Linked DNA regions of Mus musculus: all the other regions are linked to region 1. The links are chromatin contacts, called in public promoter capture Hi-C maps. All regions are on one chromosome and are shown on one strand. The core of a region is the stretch at or near the end of the contact, and the rest is flanking DNA. Distances in the headings are between cores, read along the strand shown.

Region 1 (3,332 bases), core at 421-2,920:
CCTTCCTTGACAGGTTTCCACTGTCCTACATGTTTCCACTGTAGTATAAGAAAGATAATAGCAATAACTCAGGGTCCACTTGAGCTGGCAGCATTAATGCAGGGCAAACCTAAAGCTACACAAGCACCAGATGTCATATTACCTACAAACAGACAGACAGACAGACAGACAGACAGAGAGAGACTGATTACAGTGAACTTTACAGCATCTCTCCTCGACTTGTAGGCAACTTACAAATTCTTTATAGTGAATTTCCCATAAAGAGGCTAGGGTAAAGTTCTACAGGTTGCCAGCACAAAGCCATAGTGAGCGCACAAATAAGTATTCCGCTACAAGCTTTCTAGGGGGAGCTCAGATCTTGCTTAAGACCCCCAGGGTTTTCTATGCAATAACAGGCAATAGGTAAGGAAGATTCCCATGTTTGCCTTCTGTTGCTACACAGTACACCGGGAACGGCAGACACGGCAAACTCATCTCCATCGAGAGCAGCACTTCTCAACCTTCCCAATGCTGTGACTTTAATACCCTCATGTTGTGGTGACCCCAACATACAATTATTTTTGTTGCTACTTCATAACTGTAATTTTGCTACTGTTTTGAATTGTAATGTAATGTCTGTATTTCCAGTGGTCTTAGGTGACCCCTTAGGTGAAAGGGTCATTTGATCCCAAAGGGGTTGTGACCCACGGTTGTGACCCACTGATCTACAGGGTCAAACATGTTGATGGCTGACGAATGACTTTCCTTTGGTGGACTCACACCTTATCTAAGCTTTATATATATGTATGTTCGTGTCTTTGTGAGTGAATGACATATGTGTGTGGTGCTCAAGGAGGCCAGAATAGTGTGTTGGACTCCTTGGGTCCTGAGGTACAAGTGATTTGATATAGGTGCTGGGAACCAAACTCAGAGCCTCTGGAAGTGCCACAAATGCTCTTAACTACTAAGCCATCAGGCTAGTATCTAAGTGCACCTCACTACTGTCTTCACTCCTTCAATTTTCCAACCTCCTACCCATCCACGCACACCATCAGAAAGCAATATAAAAACTCCTTTGTACAAGAATTCTATGGGATTTTAGAATCTGTCCTCAACAAACCATGCAACTTTCCACCGCCTCCTTGCTGCCCTTTTCTAACATTAAATGCCTTTGCTGACACATTCAAGAAACTTAAAAATCACCCACTGCGTGTGCATGTGCTCACGGGCGCTAAAATTACTGCAACAGGTGATTCCTCCCTCAGGCAAGAGTCATCGATTCGGAATGCCTGGATTTACAGAGCCAATATTCAACAGCTCTGTGCATGTGAATATGTGTTTGTATGTGTGCATGTATGTACGTACGTATGTGTGTGTGCTTAATTTAACTTCAGTCTGTGTGACCGCGTATTTCTCCTTCCATATCTACCCACCATTCCGTGGGCTAGCAACCCTCTTTGAAAAAGATGGAGAAAAAACAAACACAGAGAAGGAAGATCGATAGCCGGGCAGCTTACCCATCTCTTCTCCCATTCCTGGGACGCCTGCCACGTCAGCCACTTACCTGGACACCATAGTCACCCGCCGCACAAGGTGGCCAAATACTGGGTCAACTTGGCGAGACAAAAGCCGCTAGCATCAGGTGTCAGGCTCTCGGTCATAATTTCTCCCTCCTTCCGGTGGAAAATGAGTCCACTTCCGGCTTCTTAGCCGTAGGGAGGAAGTTCCACGTCAGGCACCGCGCGGCGCGGCTGGGCTTGGCTCTTCCCAGTGCGCATGCTCAGAGCGAGTCCTCTGCTGCTTAGCGTCTAGCTGCGTGGCGTCTGGATCGTGGGAGACTCGGGGGCCGGCTTGTAGCTCCTGGGTGGGTGTGGAGAGCTGCCGCATTGTTTTGAGTATGCTATTCTCTGCTCCCCTGGCAGGCGGCATCCTGGGGACTGAAGTACGCCGTCCCGCCCCTGCGACACTCCTCTGCGTTCTTGTGCTACCCAGCCCTGGCTGTTAAGCTTCTCAGTGTTCTTCATTCTTGCCACCCTGCTTATAGAGAGCAAAGCGTGCACTGCACCTCAGTAACCTTTACTCAGTCGCTCTCTTGACTCCCCCTGGTTGCAAGCCCATGCATATTCATCCAGGAAAGGACCAAGAGCTTCCTAGCCTTGATCATGGGTCTAGGAAGATAAGTAAAATCACTTTTGGATAAATTTCCTGAGGATAGACCTCAAATGTTGAGAGACTAAAACAAAAGACATTTGACATTTGCGCCTTGGTAGAGGTAGGCTTCCTCTGTCATTTTGAATATGATATCTTTGCCTTACTTAGTTTCTGGTGATCGCTAAAAATCCTGTGTGTGCTTTGACTTGAGGCAGCATGGCCCTACTCTGTTGTCAAACTTTGTTCTCCTTATTTCTGCTTATTGCTGTGTTTTACAAGGACATCCATCCTGTTGGATTAAAAAGCCCAGCTTATTCCAGTTCACATTGTGAGGCTGCAGAAAAGACTTAAGATTTCAGGGGCGGCAATTACTGAGCACCCTAGTAAGCTGCCAGAGTTCTCCAGGAATGTGCAAACCAAATGCTAAAGTAAACTAAAAGTAAGCAGGTTTAGAACAATGAGTTCAGAGTTCATTTGGATGCTGCGAGTTTGAGGTCAGAATTTGAAGCAAAAAGAACAAAATAAGAAACATAGGTGTAATGAAAGGACCTTACATGCAGTCCAAACATACAAGGCTTTTGGATTTAATATACAAAATCAGGAGCAAAAATGTTACCTTGTTTATCAGCTTGAGCCAAATCTACTTCATTTCTCTTACTCATTTAAGATGTAACTTTTCTGGGCATGGTAGCACACTACTTTAATACCAGCCTTCAGGGTTCAACACCAGACTGGTCTACGTGGAGAGTTCCAAGCCAGCCAGAGCTATACAGTGAGAAGCAGAAAGGAGAAGGAGGAGGAAGGAAGGAAGGACGGACAGAGAGCCAGGGCTACAGAGTGAGACCATTACACTCACTTTCTAGGCTTGGCCTGTGCTTTTCTCACCCTGGCATAGGTACACACGGGCATAGGCACACACTGGGCATAGGCACACACTGGGCACAGGCACACACTGGCTCCTTTGCCTGGTACAGGGCATCAAGTTGCACATACTTTACTTGCCTGATTTGCTGTCATGGATGCTGTATTTTATTTATTTATTTATTTATTTATTTATTTATTTATTTATTGTATATGAGTATGAGTACATGGTAGCTGTCTTCAGACACACCAGAAGAGGGCATCAGAGCCCATTACAGAGCAGTCAGTGCTCTTAACCACTGAGCCATCTCTCCACCCCAACGAACACTGTATTTTAACAT
Region 2 (3,332 bases), core at 224-2,723, 1.9 Mb after region 1:
GATCTAGCAGCCCTGGCTAGCCCTGCACTGTGACAGTCCTGCCTCAGCTTTCCATGGACAGTCATTGAGGTGGTGTTTTTAGAATAAATGGAAGATGACAGGTGTGTCTGGTGTGTCCAACTGGAACACAATAGAGAAAGAGCACAGGCCACAACAACAAAGGGGTTTGCTTTTGTTTTGGAGATGGGGCCTCTCTGCATAGACCTGGATGGAGGCTAGAACTAGAGAGAGACCTGCCTCTCTGCCTCCTGAGGGCTGGGGCGTCATCAGGCCGGGCCAACAACAAAGGTTAAGAGAGGTTTCTACTGCCTCAGAGGGAGAGGATTAGAGGTCCAGGAAGACACAGCAGCACTAGACAAAACAAGCGGCCAAGTCCTGTAGCCTGGCTGAACCAGGCTTCCACCATGCTGGAATACAAGTGCTGTGTAGCAAAACTAAGGACGCAAAAGCACCCAGGTACCAAAGCGCAGAGGCTCTTCCACACTCGGATTTAATAGGTACCCAGAATCTACCCATTTTGTTGGAGGAACGCTGTCCTTTGCGACCCGCAAGGGTTTCCCTCGGAAGGCACACGGGGTTCATTCTGGGTCTGTGGCACTTTACGGAGCCTGACAAGTTCAGCTGTCGGGGAGTTGCGGACCGGATCCAGACTGCTTCTCACCTTACCTTAGATCGCTCGGTGGTGTCCACCCAGTACAAGGTGATATTTCGGGCGATCATAACCTCTTGGACTCTCTTGGGCAACACCTTCTCCATCACCTGCTTGGGGGTGAGCGGCACGCGTTGAGCCTGTGCCTCGCACCCGGACACGAACTGAAGCAGCTCCCTCTGCGAGTGAGGACAGGGCGCCAGGAGGAAGACGGCGTTCCCAAAGCCCCCGAGCGCGGCCTGGGCCTCCCTGGCCTCGCCGTCGGCGTCCAGCAGCCTCCTGCCGCTACTCCGCAGGATCGGCTTGGTGGGCGACGTGATCTCCGGCCGGTCCCACTGGTAGTCGAGCAGCGTCTCCATCAGGGCACCGTGCGTGTGGGTGGCTCTGGGCGTCGGGCCCGGCAGGTGAGCTCCGGGAGGGCGATCCCCCAGCCTGGCCTCCAGCTCCTCCTCGAAGTCCTCCCAGGAGCGGCTCCCCAGCTCGCGGAAGTCGGACACGCGGGAGGGCCGGCTCCGTGCCCCCTGAGAGTCGAAGAACTTGAAGGTCCAGTGGACCCTGGCAAGGCCGAAGCGGCAGCTCAGGTAAGTGAGGAGCCGGAGGGCGGCGCGTCGGGCCGGGCTATGAGGAGCAGAGACGCCCGCTGTGTCCACCAGCAGCATCACTTTGTGACAGCAGGCCATCTCGGCCGCCACGGGACTCCCTCTGCCCGGCCGCGCGTGGCCCTTCCTGAGGTAAAGCACTCTCTTCAGAGAACCAGCGCCATTGCCCGCTTCTCTGAGGCCCTGCTCCGAAGGCTCCCGCGCTCTCCGACAGCTGCAGCTATTGGAGGAGCTGGTACCCAAACTCGGCTCCTATTGGCTGCAGGCTGAACGTAAGTTACGTAAGCACTTCCCTCTTTAACCCTAACTGGAAGGCGTGTGGAAGACCTCCGCTTGATTGGTGGAGGGTGTGGCGGTGGGCGGGGCGCTGAGTTCCGGGAGAAATGTAGTTCTCATTGGCCTGAGCCTTCGTTTTAAAATTTAAAGAGGCGGTACTTCGGGGGCGTGGCGGTGGGCGCGGAAGCCTTCGTTTGGGCTACTGTGCGCAGATGTGAGTGTGAGTGTGAGTGTGAGTGTGTGAGTGTGAGTGTGTGAGTGTGAGTGTGAGTGAGTGTGTGTGTGTGTGTGTGTGTGTGTGTGTGTGTGTGTGTGTGTGTCTGTACACGCGCGCGCGTACGTGAGTGTGTGTGTCGCCTGCGGAAGGCGGGGCGTGTTTACTAGAACCCTGAAGCCTGGGATGTGCACAGTGAGGGGTTTAGGATGCTTGAGTCAAGTTCACTTTAGACTACTCTTAAGTCTTTTAGCCTATGACGGAGGGCTTAATTTTTTTTTTCTGTAAAAGACGAAAGGAACATTTCATAATCCTCAAACTCGAGGGACGGAGGTAGGAGGATCGCAGGTTCCAAGCCAGCAGGGGCTACTTAGCAAGGCTGGAGCATAGTGGAAGGACCTCGGATACTCTATTGTAAAGGTCTGGAAGGCAGGGAAGTGTTTTCGGGAAGAAAGAGAAGTGACAGAAGAGCAATACGGGTCCTAGGTAGGAAAATGTAATATAAAGATACCTAATCAGACGTCTGCAGAGCACCTGGGGAGGCTGTTTTACAAACTAAGGAGTGAACACACCAGAGAGTACGCAAGCCAGTCCAATGGGTGCAGAAAAAAACACTAGAACGTCCGATTTCCAGCACCCGCCTTCTTACAGCTCATCCATTCAGTAGATTAGTGTTTTCTGAAGTCTTGGTTTTGTTTTACTTGTTTTTGTTGTGTGTTTGTTTTTGTGACTTTCTTTTATATTCCAAATTGGCCTCAAACTGTACCTTGTACTTCTCTGATCATCCTGCCTCCACCTTCCTAGTTCTGGGACTGTAGACATGCCCCTGCACCAAACGCAGTTTATGGGGTATTGGGGATCAAACCCAAGACTTCCTGAATGCTGGACAGTCAAGCACTGAACCAACATCTCCAACACTCATTCGTGTCTTCCTCCTCCCCCCTCCCGCTTTCTTTTTAACTTTATTGTATATGGGGGCAGGGAGGTGTTGCTAGGGATGGAACTCCCAGCCTGGCATGTTGTTAGCAAGTATGCTCCCTCTTGGTCTCATCTCTGGCCAGTGGATTTTTTTTTGTGTGTGTGTGTGTGTATGGGCGTTTTGCACATGTGCATGCCTGTGCTCAGAGATCAGAATAGGGTGTTGGATCCCCTGGAACTGGAGTTGCAGCTGATTGTGAGTCAGCCTTGCATGATGGGAATCGAACCCAGATCTTCTGGAGGTGCAGCAAATGCTTTAATCCACTGAGCCATCTCTTCAGCCCCTCATATGTGTTTCCTATTGGTACCACAGTAAGAGGATTTGGGATTATCTGATTGAGTTTTAACTTAAATGACTTAAAAAAAAAAGGACATGTGGCCTTATGAAAGTAAGTAAGCCACATATTATTAATGTTCCTAATATAATTATAAATCAATATATAAAAATAATGGAGACGACACCATTTCTAGAATGATAGCTTGCCAGCCATATTTTGAAATAAAAAGAACAATCTAATCAAATCTTACACTTAAGTTGTCTAGATAAATCTTGGAATTAATGAGGATTATTAGATTTCTGTTGTCAGTATTCTATTTTTAATAAAAGGCCTTACTC
Region 3 (3,332 bases), core at 234-2,733, 1.8 Mb after region 1:
ATGCTCCCTCACTCCTCTGGGTACTTAGTGTCTGTAGATGACAGATCATACATGTGGGAGAGCAGGCACTGTTGTTGCCCCTGACTCAACCTGCTGGGGATTGTTAGTCTGGAACTCCTGCCCGTGCCCTGCACAAGTTGGGAAACCCATCTGCCCTCCTTTCCTCCAACTCTGCCCTCCCAGAGAAAATGTCTGGCTAACACATCATCACTTTATCACTCTTGGGCTCCCCGTTGCCAGCAACCCACCCAAGAGTGCCCACCCAGGGGCTCAGTTTTTGACCATGTGTGAACATCACCCCAGCTCCTTGCTGGCACTCCTCACCTAAACTCTATAAAAGCCCCTTGCTTTAGCGGATGTGTGACGTCACTGACCTCCACCTGTGAGATCGGTGAACCCACCAGAGATCTGCCTCCTAATAAACCTGCCTGTATCTACTTTTAATCTGGTCTAATCTGGCCTGTATCTGTGTCACCAAGGGAGAGAATATGCCTATCAGGGACCCCCGGCCCCTGCTTATCTTACCAATGAGACACCACATGGCCTCATCATTGGCCTCACTTCAGGCTGTGATTCTACTGTATGGGGCTGAGTGTTTTCTCATATAGATCTGGGAGAACTGGACATTTCTGCAGCCTTTAATTATGCTGCCTCTATAGCAGGCAGTCATCTGAATACATCTATCAAAATTTGTTTTTCTTTAGTGGTGTTTTAAGTGATAAATATGTATTCTGGGATGGTGGTGGTTATTCGTGGTACTTGGGATAAAAAAACAAGACTTCCCTCATGCTAGGCAAATGCCCCACTCTGCCTCTCCCAGTCTGCTTTCCAGATTTTTTATTTTTGTGTTTGTCCAGAGGCTACACCTCTGTAGCCAGGATGGTGCTGATCCCCTGCTGCTCAAGGATTCTGCAGAGTTCTGGGATTATAGGCATGGGCCACTCACCCTGGCTTGGATTCTAGATTTGAATTACAAATTCAACAAAGCATGGTGTTTCCAGTCAAAGAGATGGACAGCCAGCTTTGCCTCTCTGGATGACAAGTGTCCCTTGACAGTGACTCTAAACTGCGATTGAATCTCATAAATCCTAAAATGAGACATAGTTTTAGGAACTAAAACTTCCTAGGGAAGGTGGTTTTGTTGTTGTTACGTTTTGTTTTTAATGAGGATTATGGCTTAACCCTGGGAGCAGAAAGAAAGAAGTGGGTCTATGAGAAGACAGATGTCTGGTGCCGATTTCCCAGTTTTCTAAGACCTGAAGAGAAGCCACTGGCTGCTTCCCTGGGCCCGCCCCCCGGCAGAGGCCCGCCCCTCCCCCATAGGAGGGCCCGCCCAGCCCCGTCTGCGGACCGACTTGGAGGCGCCCTGCCTGCGCCTCCGCCCCCGAGCGCCGGGGCAGGCGGGGTTGCGGGTGAAGGGAGGGATGTTTGGGGGGGCGGGGGTCCCGATGACGGCATCGGAGCGCGCCGGGTCGGGGCGCCGAGCTTGGCTGCGCGTCCCGGGACTGCGCTCGCACTCTGGCAGGTGGGTGTGGGTCCCGAGGGGATGGAGGGCTAGACAGGGCTCACCCGGGAGGCGACTGAGCAGCCCCCCATCTGTGCCCCTCAGCTTACTGCGAGCTCCCTCACTGGGCGGGCCGGGCCAGGAGGAGCAGCCTGCGAGGGTCCACGTTTGTAATCACTTTTGCAAACTTTCCGGGAGGGCCTGTTCCCAGAGGCCGATCGCGCGGGTGGAGTTGTCAGGGCGCCTTTGAGGCTCGGAGCCTTGATTGTGGGGAAGGAGAAGCCGGGACCACACACAGCTCCAGAGTCTACCTGGGGATTGGAGTGCCGCCAGGCACTGTTACCTCTGTGTACCCAGGCTCCAGCACCTAACCAGAACCGAATGAATGAGCGGTTATACAAGCAGAGATGCTAAACAGTAAATACGAAAACAACGAAGTGTAGCGTGGGATACTGCGGTTGAAGAATGTGGTGAGAAAGGAGAAGGCGAGATTGGGGGCGGGAGGGGTCCTCACGGATTGCTAGATAGTATTGTACCCTGTGCTGGGTGCTGATGATAGAGTTCGAAATAGACAAAGAGGGTTCTTGCTTTCCATGGGGAGAGAGACTCTGGCTCTGGCATCCGTGTGGTCAGTGTCTGATGTGGGCAGCACAAAGGGCTGTCTGTAGTGGTGATGGGACAGAGCAGAGCAGCTTCCCTGGCCCTGTGGGGAAGGTGAGCCCAGCCCAAGCGTGGGTGGATGAAGATGGTAACACAGAGGTTGATGGCCTGAGAGGAAAGGCATGGTATTCAGGAGATGGGGAAGGTAGGGAGTGTGTTCTAAGCTTCCTTTATTGTTAGTGGGGTGTAAAAATGAGACTGTCACAACTGTGTTTTTGAAAGATGCTCTAGACTGCGCGGTTGGAGAGGTCGGGGAGACTGAAACTCGGAAAGGGAGCAGGCAGAAGTTATCCCTTCAGGGTGTCAGCAGCATGACTGGTTTTGGCAACAGGATGAGGAGTGTAGCTGATAATCTTGAGAGATACTTAGGAGATAGAACTGGCAGAGTTGGGGGTGGGTGGGTATGGGGGACTTTTGGTATAGCATTGGAAATGTAAATGAGCTAAATACCTAATAAAAAATGGAAAAAAAAAAGAACTGGCAGAGTTTAGTGATAGGAATTTGGTCTTGAAGGATCTTTTGGCTTCTTTGAAGAAGATGGGCAGGTGTCAAGCAGTTTCAGGGAGGAGCAATGGTAGAGACTTAGAAGGGGGAGTGGGACAGCTGGAACACAAAAACCGGAGATATCAAGTGCTGGGGCTTTTTTTATTTTTTATTTTTTGGCCAGGGGAGGATGTCAAGAAAAGTTACTGTGGCTTTATGGTTTTGTGGTTTGTGTCAGTTGGGTGCCCCTTTGGGCAGATGCTCTGAACTTTGACTACCCCTCCGTCAGTCTCCCCAAAGCTATGTGGTCTGGCCCCTGTAGTACAGGCCAGTGGCAAGGGCCTTTTCTTTTCTCTGCAGATTCCGTAGCTGCTGTCCTTCAAGATGGGGCTGGAGGCCCAGAGGCTGCCTGGGGCTGAGGAGGCCCCCGTGAGGGTGGCCCTTCGAGTTCGCCCATTGCTGCCCAAGGAGCTGCTGCATGGTCATCAGAGTTGCCTGCGTGTGGAGCCTGAGCGGGGTCGAATCACCCTGGGGCGGGACCGACACTTTGGGTTCCATGTGGTCCTGGGAGAGGACACTGGGCAAGAGGCTGTGTACCAGGCTTGCGTGCAGCCCCTCCTCGAGGCTTTCTTTGAGGGCTTCAATGCCACCGTCTTTGCCTATGGTCAGACAGGCTCTGGGAAGA
Region 4 (3,332 bases), core at 573-3,072, 1.8 Mb after region 1:
ACCTCTTCTGGAAGCTCCTTGTTCCACACCCCTCCCTTTCCTGGCATCTTGTTCCCTGTTTTATTATACTGAAGATAAAATTTACTACCAAGGATCTATCGGTAGCCTTTCTCACATCCTTATTGTTTATTGCATTTATGCATTTATTTGGGGTGTGTGTGCGTGTGTGTGCGTGTGTGTGTGTGTGTGTGTGTGTGTGTGTGTGTGTGTGTGTATGTGTGTATTCGTGTGCACTTGGACACACCCGCACTTATACACATGCTCAAATGTCACAGCATGCATATGGAGGTCAAAGGACATCTTGCCAGTGTCAATTCTCTCCTTCAATTCTTTGGGACCCAGGGATTGAACTTTGCAGCCAGGCTTGGTGGCAATCACCTTGACCTGCTGAGCCATTTTGGTGACCCTACTCAGTGCCTCTCCATCCTGTTACCCATACTAACAACTTAGTAGACTCAACAACATCAACTCTGGTGAATAGGGACTAACCGTGCTGCCGTCCTCTCGTTCACTGTGATTACGAGGCCCTTTCTAGTTGGTCTAAAGACACAGCTTGGCACCACAGTGCTCCATCAACATTAATCAGAAACTAAAGTTTGAGTTTGGGCTTGAGTTCCTGTTGAGGAAGGAATAGCAACGGATAATTCTTGGCTGTCTGGGTGCTGTTGGTTGGCAAAACCAACCAACCAGCCAACCAGCCAACCAGCAACCAACCAACCAACCAACAACCAACCAACCAAACCAGCTGTCAACACCTTTACTTGTCCAGACATAAGTGAACAAAACCAAATAGTTCTCCTCCTTCTTGTTCTGGTGGCATCTCAGGCTAAGTAAAGTTCCCTCCCTCCCTCCCTCCCTCCCTCCCTCCCTCCCTCCCTCCCTCCCTCTCTCCCTCCCTCCCTCCCTCCCTCCCTCCCTCCCTCCCTCTCTCCCTCCCTCCCTCCCTCCCTCCCTCTCTCTCTCTCCCTCCCTCCCTCTTTCCTTTCCTCAGTACTGAAGATCAAACCAGGGCTTTCCACATGCCAGGTCAGAAAGCACTCTGGCATGGAGCTCCACCCCCAGCCCCTAGCTTTATGAGACACGAGCTTGCTATTTAGCTCAGGCTACCCTCAAACTGTCAATTCCATCTCAGCCTCCTGAGTTCTGGGATTACTGGCACGTGCCACAACAGCCAGCTTCAAAATGTTTTCTTTAACCCTGGGGGTTTACAGAGGATGAGACATCTCCTGCGGAGCCTGGTTACTAAGAGCTCAACTCTTACTGCTCTATCTAGTCTTTTTTTTTTTTTTTTTTTTTTTTTTTTTTTTGCAGGTAATTGATCTTGATAGCTATAGACTAACACATGAAGGTGAACCCTATCCCTGTGTGGGTTTGAATCATGCTGCTCAATAGTCATCCTTGCTAGCAAACAAGAAAGGATGGAATAATGTTTGAATATTGTTCCATAGAAACTTCTCAGGAAAGGGACCAGAGATTATAGGATGACATGTAACTTTGAGTTTAGAAGTTTAATGGCACACATTGCAGTGGCTTCTTTATGGAAAGCAATTTCTGTCCATTGAAAGCCAGAAATATTCTGGAACTTCTCTGGGCTCTGACAAATGAGTCCTTCAGCTCTGAGAACCACCTCTTTATTGCCTAAACATCCCCCATAGAAGTTAGGGTGAGCCCAGGGGACACCCTGGGTCAGACAGCTAAGGCAATGGGCCGGCCCAGCTTTCTCTTCCTCTTTGCCCTCCTCTAGCTGGGAGGTCTGAGAGGCATTGCCCAAGATTCCCTGGAGTGGCTGCAAGTGTTTCTGAGGAGGAGACCTTCCACAGCTGGGCTGTCTGAGACTGAGGTGGCGGTCTGCTGCAGTGAGTGTGGGGTCCTTGGGCGTCTGCCTTACCTAGCTGCTTTCTCGGTGTTACAGGCAAGGAGCTGGGAGAAAGAGCACCTGGGGGAAATGACCAAGGGGTGCAGAGATCTGCAGGGGGACCCCTGAGGAGAAGAATGAGAGACCAGGGGCACAGAGGGACCGGTGGCTTACCCATAAGACAGCTCTCTGAGAGAAGGCTTAACCTTGCTGGCAAGGTGAAGAAAAGACTAAGCTCTACCTAACACTCATTCTTTAGTCTCTTTCAGTCACAGATTTTTTCCTAAACCATTTCTCTCATCTCATTATCTTTATCTAATTGCCTACATTAATTTTTCTTGAGCAATTTAAAAAAACCATCAATTTTGAACAGATTATGCGGAGCTCATTTTGAGCAGACCAGGAAACTTCTTGTGTTGGGACCCCAAGGAACAATCTCTCCTATGTAACATTCGCCCTCCAACCTAGGCCAGCTGTGCTCCCAGATGGCTAGATGGTGGCCTTGAGAGGGAGGGAGGGAGGGAGGGAGGGAGCCTGTGAAAGACAAGCCTGCGGGCTTCTGATAGATCTGGGATTCTGCTTTGCAGCGTGGAGAGTAAGGATGTCAATGAACAAGGGCCCAACCCTGCTGGATGGAGACCTCCCTGTAAGTGACATGGGCTCGTGTGAGGTGGGAAATGGGCCACCAAGGGGGTGGGGGGGTGAGCAGAGAGGAAGAGTCAGGAGACTTCAAGCAAGATGTCTACCTTAGGTTCTGAACTCACTGTCTCTGTCCTTGCCACCTTTCACAGGGGTTTTGGGGGAAGGGGCGAGATAGCTATAGAGGTCTAAGAACCGTGGAGAGAAGGATAGGAATGCCGGCTGGGGCCTCGGGAGAGACAGAGGGAAAGAAGCCACCTGGTCCTAAACCCAGAAGCACAAGCTCACCACCCAGAAGGATGCGCGCGTCCTACAGAGCCCACGCATTCTGTGGCTTTGGCTTCAGCCCCTGATCCTCTTCTGCCGCACACAGCCTGTGCTGCCATGTGCGGGAATGAATTAGGAGTTTAGTCTGTTCGGGGTTTAGCTCTGGCCCAGTTCTCGCCACGATTTTGAGTAATTCTGATACTTTTACGTGTCCTTGACATCTTTTGCCAGGGCCTCTCTGATTTGGACCCAGTTCAGAGAGTGAACTTCAGGCGTATGACCCTGGAGGAGAGGACACTCATTCCAAAGTAGGCTTTAACTAAGCTCTGCACTAAGGGCGACTGTCTTCCTTTGTACTAAGTCATGAGAAAGGGGTCAATGGAGCACAAAAAACGCTAAACCTTCTAACCAACCATTAGTGGCTTCTTCCATTTCCAGACGGTTAAAGAGGGTGTTTCCTCTTGTAGTCAGAATGCCTTTCTCCCTCTGATATCTGACTCACTTGCAGGATGGAAAGCTAAAATCCGTGTGGCCTGCTCTGTCCTGGAGCCCAGGCAGGTCTATTTGATGG
Region 5 (3,332 bases), core at 357-2,856, 1.7 Mb after region 1:
CATCTCTCCAGTGCTGGGGTTACAAGCCAGTGCTACACGTGGTTATGCAGTGTTGGAATAAGACCTAGGGCTTCCGGCAGGCTAGGCAAGCACTCTACCGACTGAACCACACCACCAGCCCTCTAATAGGTGAGACAGTCCAGTAGCATAGGATGGCTTCAAATTCACTTTGCAGCCAAGACTGGCCCAAACTCCTCTTGCCTTCATTTTCCAAATGTTGGAATTACAGGCATGTGCGTGTATGCCCAACTTCTGGAGACTTTATTAATAAGCATGTCACATATAAGTGGGGACAGGTTTGCTTTAATCTCTCAATTTGTATTTATTTCTCTTTATTTTTCCAACCTAGTCCCTTCATTCAGTACAACACTGAACAGGTATGGTAAGAGCAGGCATCCTCAACAGCCAGGCTCACAACTGCAGTAAGCTGAGGCAGCAGGATCAGGAGCTAAAGGCCAGCTGGGTTAGAGTAAGTTTGAGGCTAGCCTGGGCTACATGAGACCATGTTTCAAGATGTGGGAGGAAGAACACTGGAGAGACGGCTCAGCAGTTAAGAAGAGCACATGTTGCTCTTGAAGAACCCAAGGTTCTGTTCCCAGAAGCCACCTCAGGCAGCTTACAATTGCCTGCAAGGCCCGATCCTAAGGAACGTGACACCTCTGGCCTGTGTGGGGGCACCAGCACACACACACACACACACACACACACACACACACACACACACACATCTTTAAAAAATAAAAGGCAGCCTATGAACCTAACAGGTAGCATCCTATGAAATAGATTATAAAACTGCCATTGGGACAGATGAAGGTTTCTGCTTTTCAGGGTTTTTGGGTTTTGTTTTGTTTTGTTTTGTTTTTTCCAACACAGGATCTTATGTAGCCCATGTTAACCTGGGCCATATACAGCTAGGCCTGGCCTTGAACTCCTGACCCTCCTGCCTTCACCTCCCAAGTGTGCCACCAGCTCAAGGAGTTGAGTTTTGTCAAAGGACTTTTTACTCACTGTAGCTGACCAAAGCAGCAGAGCTCCAGTCATGGGAGGGCTGGGAAGGGGACCAAGCTCCCCATCTTGCCAAGACTAGAAGTGACTTGTAGTGTGGGGAGGCAGGCTCACCTCTCCCCCTGCCCGGACACCCCAGCAACCTCACAGGTCGGTCGGGATGGTTTCTTCAATGTGCCTCCCATAGCCTGGACATCAGGGAGGACTACAGGCCACATCCAAGCCTCTGGGAAGGACTGAACTAGAGTTCTCTCCGTGTCTAGAGGTCCCTAGTCCACAGTTGGCCAATGCAATCCCGAAGTCTCTTGTTATACAATTTGTAAATTAAAGTGATGGAAAAAAATGGCGTAGGGTCCCTAATAAATGAAGGTGTACCCTAAGCCTAGGAGCTAGACTTCAGTTCTCTGAGCATGGTTCTTTCAACTGGCAGTCCTGGCCATAGGTGCCTGACTTACTGAGGCCCCAAATATGGTCCAGGTGGAGCAGACTGGACTAAGGGGTCCTGCACCTCAGAGCCCCTGCTATGGTTCAAAGGGTTCAGGCCCTGCCCCCCTCCTGGCTCGAGCCGGCTTTGATATGCTGATGAATTCTGGAAGGGGCCCGCTTCACACCTAGGGCTCAGGATAAAGCTACAGCGGACCCAATGGTCAGGCCTCCGCTGCCATGGCCCAGCCCCTGTGCGAGCCGCGCTCCGAGTCCTGGATCCTGAGTCCCGCTGGTCGGCAGCCACCGATGCCTTCCGATGGGAACAGCGTCTGCTCCCCAGCCTGGTCCTCGGACCCGTGGGACGGTGCCCAGGCCAGCAGCCCTGCACCACCCTGCGCCCGCCCGGCCCGGCGTGCTGGGACCCCGGGTAGGCGCGGGACGCACGGTAGCCGCCTGGGTAGCGGACAGCGGCAGAGCGCCAGCGAGCGGGAGAAGCTACGTATGCGCACACTCGCCCGCGCGCTGCACGAGCTGCGCCGCTTCTTGCCGCCATCCGTGGCACCAACCGGCCAGAACCTGACCAAGATCGAGACGCTGCGCCTGGCCATCCGCTACATTGGCCACCTGTCGGCTGTGCTGGGACTCAGCGAGGACAACCTCCGGCGACAGCGGCACGCGGTGTCACCTCGAGGCTGCCCGCTGTGCCCCGACAGCGACCTGGCGCAGTCGCAGTCGCTCGGTCCCCGTTTAAGCCCGGCCGTCTGCAGCGGGGTGTCGTGGGGATCCCCGCCTGCCTACCCTAGACCCCGAGTCGCCGCAGAATCGTGGGACCCATCGTTCCTGTACGCAGAAACAGCATCCCAGGAAAGGCAGGAAATGGAGCCCAGTCCCTCATCTCCGGTTAGTAACCCCTTCCCCCACACTGTCGAGGTGGCGCCCCCTACTGTTGGTGCGCGACGCACAGCCCCACGTCGCGGACCAGCCTCTCTGCTGCACTCAGGATCTCCCTTGGGCGCATCCCCGTGTGCCCTGGGTGTCCGAACAGGGTGGGAGTTGGACAGGCAGGGATTAAGGACGCTTTGCTTGCTCGCTTAACCTTGAGCGTGGAGCGGATGAGCGCGGACCTGACCCTGGGGCAGGTGTTGATTGTGGCGCTGTTCACTCTTCCTGCAGCTCTTCAGCAGCGACATGCTGGCTCTTCTAGAAACCTGGACGCCGCCGCAGGAGTGGCCGCCTGCCTGAAGAGTGGAGGGGACAATGCAACGGATGATTGTCACCCTGTCTGAGCACAGACACTTTTCCTTTGGTCTTGGCACCTTCGGAGGGAGTAGATCCTGGAAGAGGCGGCAGTGATACCAACATGGGCATCCCGGGGTGGGAGCTGGCCCTCATCCAGACTGTACCATTCCAACCCTCCTTGGAAGGAGGCGCCCAATAGGGTACACGCTCTAAAGATGAAGCAGGCACAAGCTTTGCCTGGTGTGTATTTATTTATTTGTGAATAAACCGATTGTGCTAGTGTCATTTGGAGGGTTTATTTTTCTTTCTTCCTTATTTGGGGGTGTGTGGGAGGGGGAACCTCACACTGTACGGCCCAGGCTGGCCCAAACTCATGGTGGCACGAGCCCCCATTGCCCCATGCTCCCATACCCTGCTGGAAGTTCTGCTATGTGTCAGGGAAAGCTGACATGGGATTGTGGAGGAGGAGTCTTGTAATCTCCAGCCTGGAAACACAAAGGCCTTCTACCCTCCTTCCTGGTCAACATCTATGCTGCATGGGTCAGTCTGAAAGGGTGGGGTAGGGTGAAACGGAGTGGGGAGCTTCCTGAGAGAAGGTGACAGGAAGTAGTTCCTCTTTTTTAAATGTAGGGAGGGACTGGATAAAACCAGAAAACACAACT
Region 6 (3,332 bases), core at 416-2,915, 1.7 Mb after region 1:
ATAGAAATCAAGAATCCTGGTTCTGGGGACCCACTGCCAACCTTCAAATCCTAGCTCTGCTATGAGAAGTTTCTTCATGTCAGTTTTCCCACCTGTAAAATGGGGTGCTGTATTAGCATCATAACGCATCATAGAGCTGTATAATCGGATACAGGGAAAGTACAAAGCAACCAGAGAGTGCTTGGTAAAACCCAGTCATCACTATAATCTTTTATGGGCCACAAGTCATTTATGGATGAACGCATCTCAAAGAAAACACTCAGGTCACCACTTCCAGAAGGATCTATTTAGGAGGTGCTGCCAATACCCCTGGGCCTCACTCATGTACTGAACTTAGAATTTCCAGCTAGTGAAGGCCCTCGCCTTCCACCCTGGCCTCTGTGTAAATCCGAGGGCCATCCTCTCTTCACCAAGCTGTGGTGACTGTTGCACAGCAAAGGTGGCAATTATGGCAGTGGCTATAACTTCCCGGGGCCTCATCTCTTCTCCTACAGGTGTAAATAAGGCTATTTCCATCTATCCCTTCATTGGATAACCTGGGACCTGATGAGTAGGAGACCCTGTACAAACGAGAGACCGTCCACTTTAGTTCCAAATGAAGCCATGAAAATGGCAGGGGTCCTAGGACCTACCTGATACACTTTAGTCAGCTCTGCAGGTTCAGTGGATTGTGTCCAGTGTCCAGTCTTGTTCCTAGGCTCTGGGGACATCTGCATGCCAGGACATGCTTGAGGTGGTGCCCAGGGAGAGGAGTCAGCGGCTCTTTCTAGGGACTGGTGTAAGGGTGACTGTATTTGGGGACAATAAGGAGGTGTCACCCAGGGATCCACGTTGGAGATCCTGTTCCCAAGGTTTTCAGGTGAGATCAGAGGTCCAGGACAAGCAGGCGGGCACCCCCAGGACACCCCACTACTCATGGCTGATCCCAGGCTAGGACCAAGCATCTGAGCCTGTGAGGGGCTGCCACCGTCGGGGCATTGAGGGCATCGGTGAGAGAACGCCGCGTCCGCACTCCGTCGGCGCCTGCGCCGCAGACTGTCCTCGCTGAGGCCCAGCAGGGCTGACAGGTGGCCGATGTAGCGGATGGCCAGGCGCAGCGTCTCGATCTTGGTCAGGCTCTGGCCTGCAGGTGCCACCGACGGCGGCAGGAAGCGGCGCAGTTCTTGCAGCGCGCGGGCGAGTGTGCGCATGCGCAGCTTCTCGCGCTCGCTGGCGCTCTGCCGCTGTCCGCCTGCGGGCGCTGGGCGCGTTCGTCGGGGCGCCGTCGCCTGGGTAGTGCGCGTGCTACGGGCCGGGCCGGCGGGCTGCGAGGGCCGACGGGTGGCGTAGCAAGGGCAGGAACCGGACGAATCTGAGGACGAGGCCGGAGACGTGGAGTCCGATTGCTGAGCCCAGCCCCAGCCCTGGGAGAAGACCCAGTGGTCGAGACCCTGGAGGCTCTGAGGAGGAGGCGACTGGGCCATGGCTGGTGTGACTCTGGGAAGCTGGACCGGTCACCTCCAGGTCCTAGCTTTTATCTGGACTAAAGGTGTGAGGTGGTCCCCTGCCAGGTTGCAGAGAGGTGTCAAAACCCACAGAGCCCAGGGAAGGTCTGGGCAGGGGGGCCCTGGGAAAGCGGGCCCATTTGCAGAGGTGTGGATTCTGACCCCTCGAAGGCTCTAATGGAGGCCCCTGCTGCCGGGAAGTGTGGGAGAGACAATTCGCATCTGGATGGAGTTGCTAAGCTTCTCACCGAGCCCCCACCTTCACTCCGCCCTGCTACTGCAGGGTGAATACACCCGAACCCACCACCACGGTAGATGGCTGCTGGGTACCTGGATGTCTATCCCGTGCCTCTGGTTCACTTACAGAGTGGCCACCCTTCATCATTAGCCTTTAATGGGCTATGCCTGTGCTGGTTCCGACCAGCACAGTGGGGCTTCCTCAGGTTCCCCCATTAGCCAATTTGCTGTATACACTTAGAAACTCTCACTGACCACAGTATCTGTACCCACTAAAAATGGAACCCAGCAGCCTGGAGGGTTCCAGGCTGGGAAGTGGAAATGGAAGGAGGTGGATGCCAAAGCCAACTTGAAGCTTTGTGTCACCTTGAAGCCACCTAATTTCTTTGAGCTCATCTCAGTAGGAATTGCTGCACAGAATGACTTCCAGCCCTCCCTGGATTAATCCTGAAATTGCTTGCTATGGGCTTTCATTGTGCCTACACTTTATAAAGAAGGGACTGATACAGGTGTGGTCCATATACCCGTAATTTAGCACTTGGGAGACTGAGGCAGGAGAATTGGAGGGAGGTGAGGTCAACCTGTACCCATCAAGAACTTGTTCCAGAAAAGAAAATCAATCAAACAAATAAACCCAGTACTGCCACCGGTGACCACTCATGGCTATAGTCCAAGCCCTTGGGAGGTAGAGGCCAGAGGATGAGGAGTTCAAGTCCATAGAAAGTTTGAGGCCAGCCTGGGCTACATGAAACCCTGTCTCAAAAAACTAAAACAAATCAAACCCAGGCACTAACATTTCAAAGTGTTTATGGGCACACATTTGCTTATTATATGCAGGGCCCTTAACCTGCCTGAGCTTGTCCTGATTAGCAAAACAGCTAAGTATGGCATCTGCTCCCAGAACTTCTGTGAGAAACAGCTGAGGTAATAAAAGCCAAGGACAGGCTCTCCTGAGCATCAACTGCAACTGAAACAAGGCACCCATACCCTGCATCATCTCCAGGACAGAAAGCTAAGGGTTAAATGAGCTTTTGGCGCAGTCAGGCCTTAGCCACCGAGGCTGAGCAGGTCCAGCTGGGTCTTGAACCAAGAGCATTGTTTCATTAGGGAGAGGGGACACAGAGAACATTTCCAGAAGGGAAAGGCCTGGAGGTGGGAGGGCCAGGCACGTCTGGAACCAGGCTGAGTTGGTTTTACTCTCAAGGCCACGGGGAGCCTCTTTGACTTTTGAGCAGAAGGGTAAAGTAATCTAAAATATCAGTCAAGGTGAGTGTGACAAGAATACTTTAGAGGACTGGAGAGATGGCTCAGTGGTTAAGAGCACTTGTTGCTCTTGCAAAGGACCTGGGTTCAAGTCCCAGCATCCACATGTTGGCTCACAACCATCAGTAACCTCAATTCTAGTGGATCCAACAGGCACATGTGGTGTACGTACATGCATGAGAGCATTTATTATTTATAAATAAATAAATAAATAAATAAAATTTTAAAAAGTTTTCAAGAAACCTCCCAGCACTAGGAAGTCAGAGGTAGGCAAATCTGTGAGCTCGAAGCCAGCCTGGTCTACAGAGCAAGTTTCAGGACAGCTTGGGCTACACAGAGAAACACTGT
Region 7 (3,332 bases), core at 623-3,122, 1.7 Mb after region 1:
AAGAGCAGGCGCCCTTCTCCTACTGCAGGTTCCTCTCAATACACCCCCTGTCCAAGACTGAGGTGGGAGCGTGCCCAGAGTTCACTCTCTCTTGGCCTGCCTTAGCCCATCTTTGATTTGTCAGCCATGCCAGATATGACAGAGGAAGTAGGCAGGCGTGGGTCTTGAAGCAAAAGGAAATCTGAAATTGACTCTCAGAGCTCTCCGGGGCCCACTGACTCTTATTTTGCAGGCAACTCACAACTCTAGGAAAGCTGCAATCCAGCAGAACAGTTAGAATTGCCTCATGGCTTTGCCTAAAGGCACCCTGGCCCAGCCATCTGATCCCAAAAGAAGGGACAGTTTGAGAAGAAAACAAGGCTAGTCTGGGACAAGGTGTGACTCAGTAGGAGGGCAATCGCATAGCAACCCCCTGGCCATGAGGTAGGGCAAGAGTAGAGCTAAGCTGTCTAGCAATGGAGAGGATGGGAATGTAGAGAGGACATCATTTACGATGCCTCTAAACCGGAGTTCCTACAGGTAAGTAGAGGTATGGGGTTCGACAGCTCAGGGTCTCCCTTGGAACAGGGAGATCACCTTGAATTATATGGGTGCATCGCATGGGAGAAGCCAGTCAGTATCAGAATGACAAAGCCGAGAGTTGAAGCACCGGTCACTCCTCGCTCCAAAGGTGGCCTCAAGCCAAGGAATGTGGGTGCCTCTAGCCATCGGAAAAGACAAAGATGCTCTCTCTTAGAGCTTCCAGAAGGGAAGCTTCCCACGGACACCCCGAGTTTCAGTACAGTGAGTCTGATTTATAAACAGTATGAGAATAAGCATGTGTCTTTTAAAGTTTGTGTTATTATAGCAGCAATAGGAAACTAATAGAAATGGTACCCTGAATTGCCAATAAAAAAGATGCCCAGGGAGGGAGTGCCCTGGAACACACAGTATCTCGAAGCGGAATGGGGACAAGAAGCATAAACTCCTGGATGCAATCCTTTATTTGCTAGAGGCTTCTAATAACTTTGACTTCTTGAAGACAGCCTAGGTGTCAAGAGTTAGCCAGAGCTTGGCCTGGAGAGGCTGAAGTCAAGGTCAGTCTGGGCTACAGTGAGTTCAAGGTCAGCCTGGATGATTCAGTGAGCCCTTTCCTTTAAAAAGAAATAAAAGAAAAAAGAAAAGGGCTGAGGATGTAGCTCACGGCTGAGCACTTATCTAGTACGCATGAGGCACTGGACTTAAACCACAGTACTAGAAGAAAATAAGGGAGGGAGGGAGAGAGGGAGAGAGGGAGGAAGGGGAGAAAGAGAAAGGAAGAAAAAGTTAGAATTGGTGGATGATCCAGGCTCATGGAAAAAGTGTAGCAGTGAAGCAGGATTGTTGCTAGTTTGAGCTTGGCCTGGACTACATAATAAGTTCGGAGGAAGAGGAGGAGGAGGAGGAGGAGGAGGAGGAGGAGGAGGAGGAGGAGGAGGAGGAGGAGGAGGAGGAAGAAGAAGAAGAAGAAGAAGAAGAAGAAGAAGAAGAAGAAGAAGAAGAAGAAGAAGAAGAAGAAGAAGAAGGAAGAAGAAGAAGAAAAGATAATCAGATTAAGTTCTGTGGAAAGCCTCCAGAACTGTGGGGATTATCCTGTAAACTTTTGAGGCTGTGAGCCCCTCCCTCCAGCTGCAGATGTCTCCCAGATGTGGTGGGCGAGACACTGGGACAGCGGCGGCGCGAAGTGTGGGTGGGTGAGGGCGAGAGGTCTGGGTCTGGCGCGCTGGGGGCCAGGGGCCGCACCGTCGGGGGAGCGGCTGTTTGCGTGCAGGCGGGGAGGAGCGCGGGCGGAGCCGGGTGGGGGGGGGCGGGTGTAGTTCGGGCGGAGCGGTGGTGGGCTCGGGTTACTTCCCTTTAACCCGCCAGAGCAGGCGGGCGGAGGCGAGGCAGGAGCAGCTCGGAGAAGCGTGCAGTCCTAGGCAAGTGTGGGAAGGCAGCCATGGGCTGCGGAAGTTTGGGGACACCGGGTGTGGGGCTTGGCATCTGGGGTGCGGGAGCCAACTGAAGCTTCTGCCCCTACTCAGATGGGTAAACTGAGGTCCGGGAGCTGCCGAAGCTGTTGGAGTGAGTCCCCGAGGGTGCCAGCGGCTCTTGGCCTCCAGGTGTCTGCAGGGCTCCGAGGGAAGCTCCGGCCTTGGTGACAGAAGATGGCCAGGCCTGGAGAAAAAGGGGTGGCTGGAGCCCAGGAACGGTAGCTGGAGTCTGGTGGCCAGACTCAAGGGTTAGAGGGCGGGTGGTGAGGGACACATAGAGGACGGAGCCAGAGATGAGAGGATACAGAATGGCTGAAGTATAGAGGACTAGGGATGGCGCGAGTGGAACAGAAGGTGCACGCTGACCCCTGGAAGTCACGGAGCAAAGACACATGTTTCTGCTCTACAGTCCCAGTCGGGTTAGAGCGGCGGCCCTGGCCCTGTGCCCCAGCCTCTGTGAGGAGACGGGAACTAGACTTTATCCTAGACCCTCGGTTGCTGTGCTCGTCCCATGCATAGATAGGCATGCCTCCTGGATGCGCACCAGGATTCTGCTGCGGTGGCCTCCAGAGAGCAGAGCTGGTGGCAACCCAAGCTTTTTCAGCAGAGGGGTCTTTCCAAATAGACTACCTCCAATAAGGCAGGCTGCCTGCCCTGGAGAGTCTGGGCTTTGGTGACTTAAAACCCAATCCTGCTCTGAGGATACCAGTGACATGTGCTGTTGGGAGATTTCAGGGCACTTCTGTGACTGATGGATCTGAGGTCTAGGGATGTCAGGACCTTGGCCAGTTTATTTGTGAAAGTAGAACTTGGAGCAGGTGGCCTCCCACCTCTGTCAGCGTGGGTGGCTAGTAAGAAGGAGGTGGCCCGGCACCAAACAGGAAGACTGGCCACAATTCCCCATGGGGAAGGGAGCTTTTCCTACATGTGACAGGCCAGGTACAGGAACTAGGACTGTGGCTACGGTGGATTGTGGAATACCTGAGCAATGAGCTGTATAGCTTAGGTTGGCTTGGATCTCTAGGCAATCCTCCTGCCTCAGCCTCTGGATTTGATTATGGTACTCTCCCCCAACTCCACAGGATTTGAACCTAGGGTCACATGCATACCCTGCAGAGTTCCTGAGGGGGCCGCTGCAAGGTGCTCGCCCTTCAGCCCAGAATCCCAGCAGGCTGGTAGCCACTCACCTCAGGCTGAGGGATCCTATAGATTATACCTATGAGGGCAGGGCAAGGCCTCTGCAGAACTGTGTTTGTAGCAGTTTCTGCTGACCCCCGTCTTATGAGTATCACTTCTCAGAACAGTTCCCCATTCCTGATCATGGTCTGACTGAAGGGAATC

The links. Promoter capture Hi-C pulls out the DNA fragments that hold promoters and counts their contacts.
Region 2: a contact with region 1 is called in a promoter capture Hi-C map of pre-B cells, with 5 times the contacts expected there. The contact joins the promoter of Ticrr here to the promoter of 2900076A07Rik in region 1. A contact is called at or near these places in 2 of 39 promoter capture datasets (liver and pre-B cells) and 1 of 115 datasets of contacts at active chromatin or transcription factors (thymic regulatory T cells).
Region 3: a contact with region 1 is called in a promoter capture Hi-C map of liver, with 5 times the contacts expected there. The contact joins the promoter of Kif7 here to the promoter of 2900076A07Rik in region 1. A contact is called at or near these places in 2 of 39 promoter capture datasets (both in liver).
Region 4: a contact with region 1 is called in a promoter capture Hi-C map of liver, with 6 times the contacts expected there. The contact joins the promoter of Plin1 here to the promoter of 2900076A07Rik in region 1. A contact is called at or near these places in 6 of 39 promoter capture datasets (hematopoietic stem and progenitor cells, hippocampal neurons, liver and 2 more) and 2 of 9 other capture datasets (adipose tissue and liver).
Region 5: a promoter capture Hi-C map of liver shows a contact between it and region 1, with 4 times the contacts expected there. The contact joins the promoter of Mesp1 here to the promoter of 2900076A07Rik in region 1. A contact is called at or near these places in 3 of 39 promoter capture datasets (liver and pre-B cells).
Region 6: a contact with region 1 is called in a promoter capture Hi-C map of liver, with 7 times the contacts expected there. The contact joins the promoter of Mesp2 here to the promoter of 2900076A07Rik in region 1. A contact is called at or near these places in 3 of 39 promoter capture datasets (liver and pre-B cells) and 1 of 115 datasets of contacts at active chromatin or transcription factors (embryonic stem cells).
Region 7: a contact with region 1 is called in a promoter capture Hi-C map of liver, with 4 times the contacts expected there. The contact joins the promoter of Anpep here to the promoter of 2900076A07Rik in region 1. A contact is called at or near these places in 2 of 39 promoter capture datasets (both in liver).

The regions. Positions count from the first base shown.
Region 1 is chr7:81,521,888-81,525,219 of GRCm38.p6, reverse strand. 2900076A07Rik (RIKEN cDNA 2900076A07 gene) reads right to left here and starts at 1,670. Exons shown (of 4, transcript NR_160675.1): 1 at 1,544-1,670.
Region 2 is chr7:79,658,337-79,661,668 of GRCm38.p6, reverse strand. It overlaps Ticrr (TOPBP1-interacting checkpoint and replication regulator), which reads right to left and starts at 1,473. Exons shown (of 22, transcript NM_029835.1): 1 at 667-1,473. The coding sequence starts at 1,329.
Region 3 is chr7:79,713,858-79,717,189 of GRCm38.p6, reverse strand. Kif7 (kinesin family member 7) reads left to right here and starts at 1,483. Exons shown (of 19, transcript NM_001291222.2): 1 at 1,483-1,525; 2 at 3,008-3,332. The coding sequence starts at 3,032.
Region 4 is chr7:79,731,266-79,734,597 of GRCm38.p6, reverse strand. Plin1 (perilipin 1) reads left to right here and starts at 1,822. Exons shown (of 9, transcript NM_001113471.1): 1 at 1,822-1,856; 2 at 2,443-2,501. The coding sequence starts at 2,457.
Region 5 is chr7:79,791,864-79,795,195 of GRCm38.p6, reverse strand. It overlaps Mesp1 (mesoderm posterior 1), which reads left to right and starts at 1,606. Exons shown (of 2, transcript NM_008588.2): 1 at 1,606-2,331; 2 at 2,605-2,955. The coding sequence starts at 1,669. The coding sequence ends at 2,673.
Region 6 is chr7:79,809,060-79,812,391 of GRCm38.p6, reverse strand. Mesp2 (mesoderm posterior 2) reads right to left here and starts at 1,665. Exons shown (of 2, transcript NM_008589.2): 1 at 633-1,665. The coding sequence starts at 1,463.
Region 7 is chr7:79,846,750-79,850,081 of GRCm38.p6, reverse strand. It overlaps Anpep (alanyl (membrane) aminopeptidase), which reads left to right and starts at 1,872. Exons shown (of 21, transcript NM_008486.3): 1 at 1,872-1,937.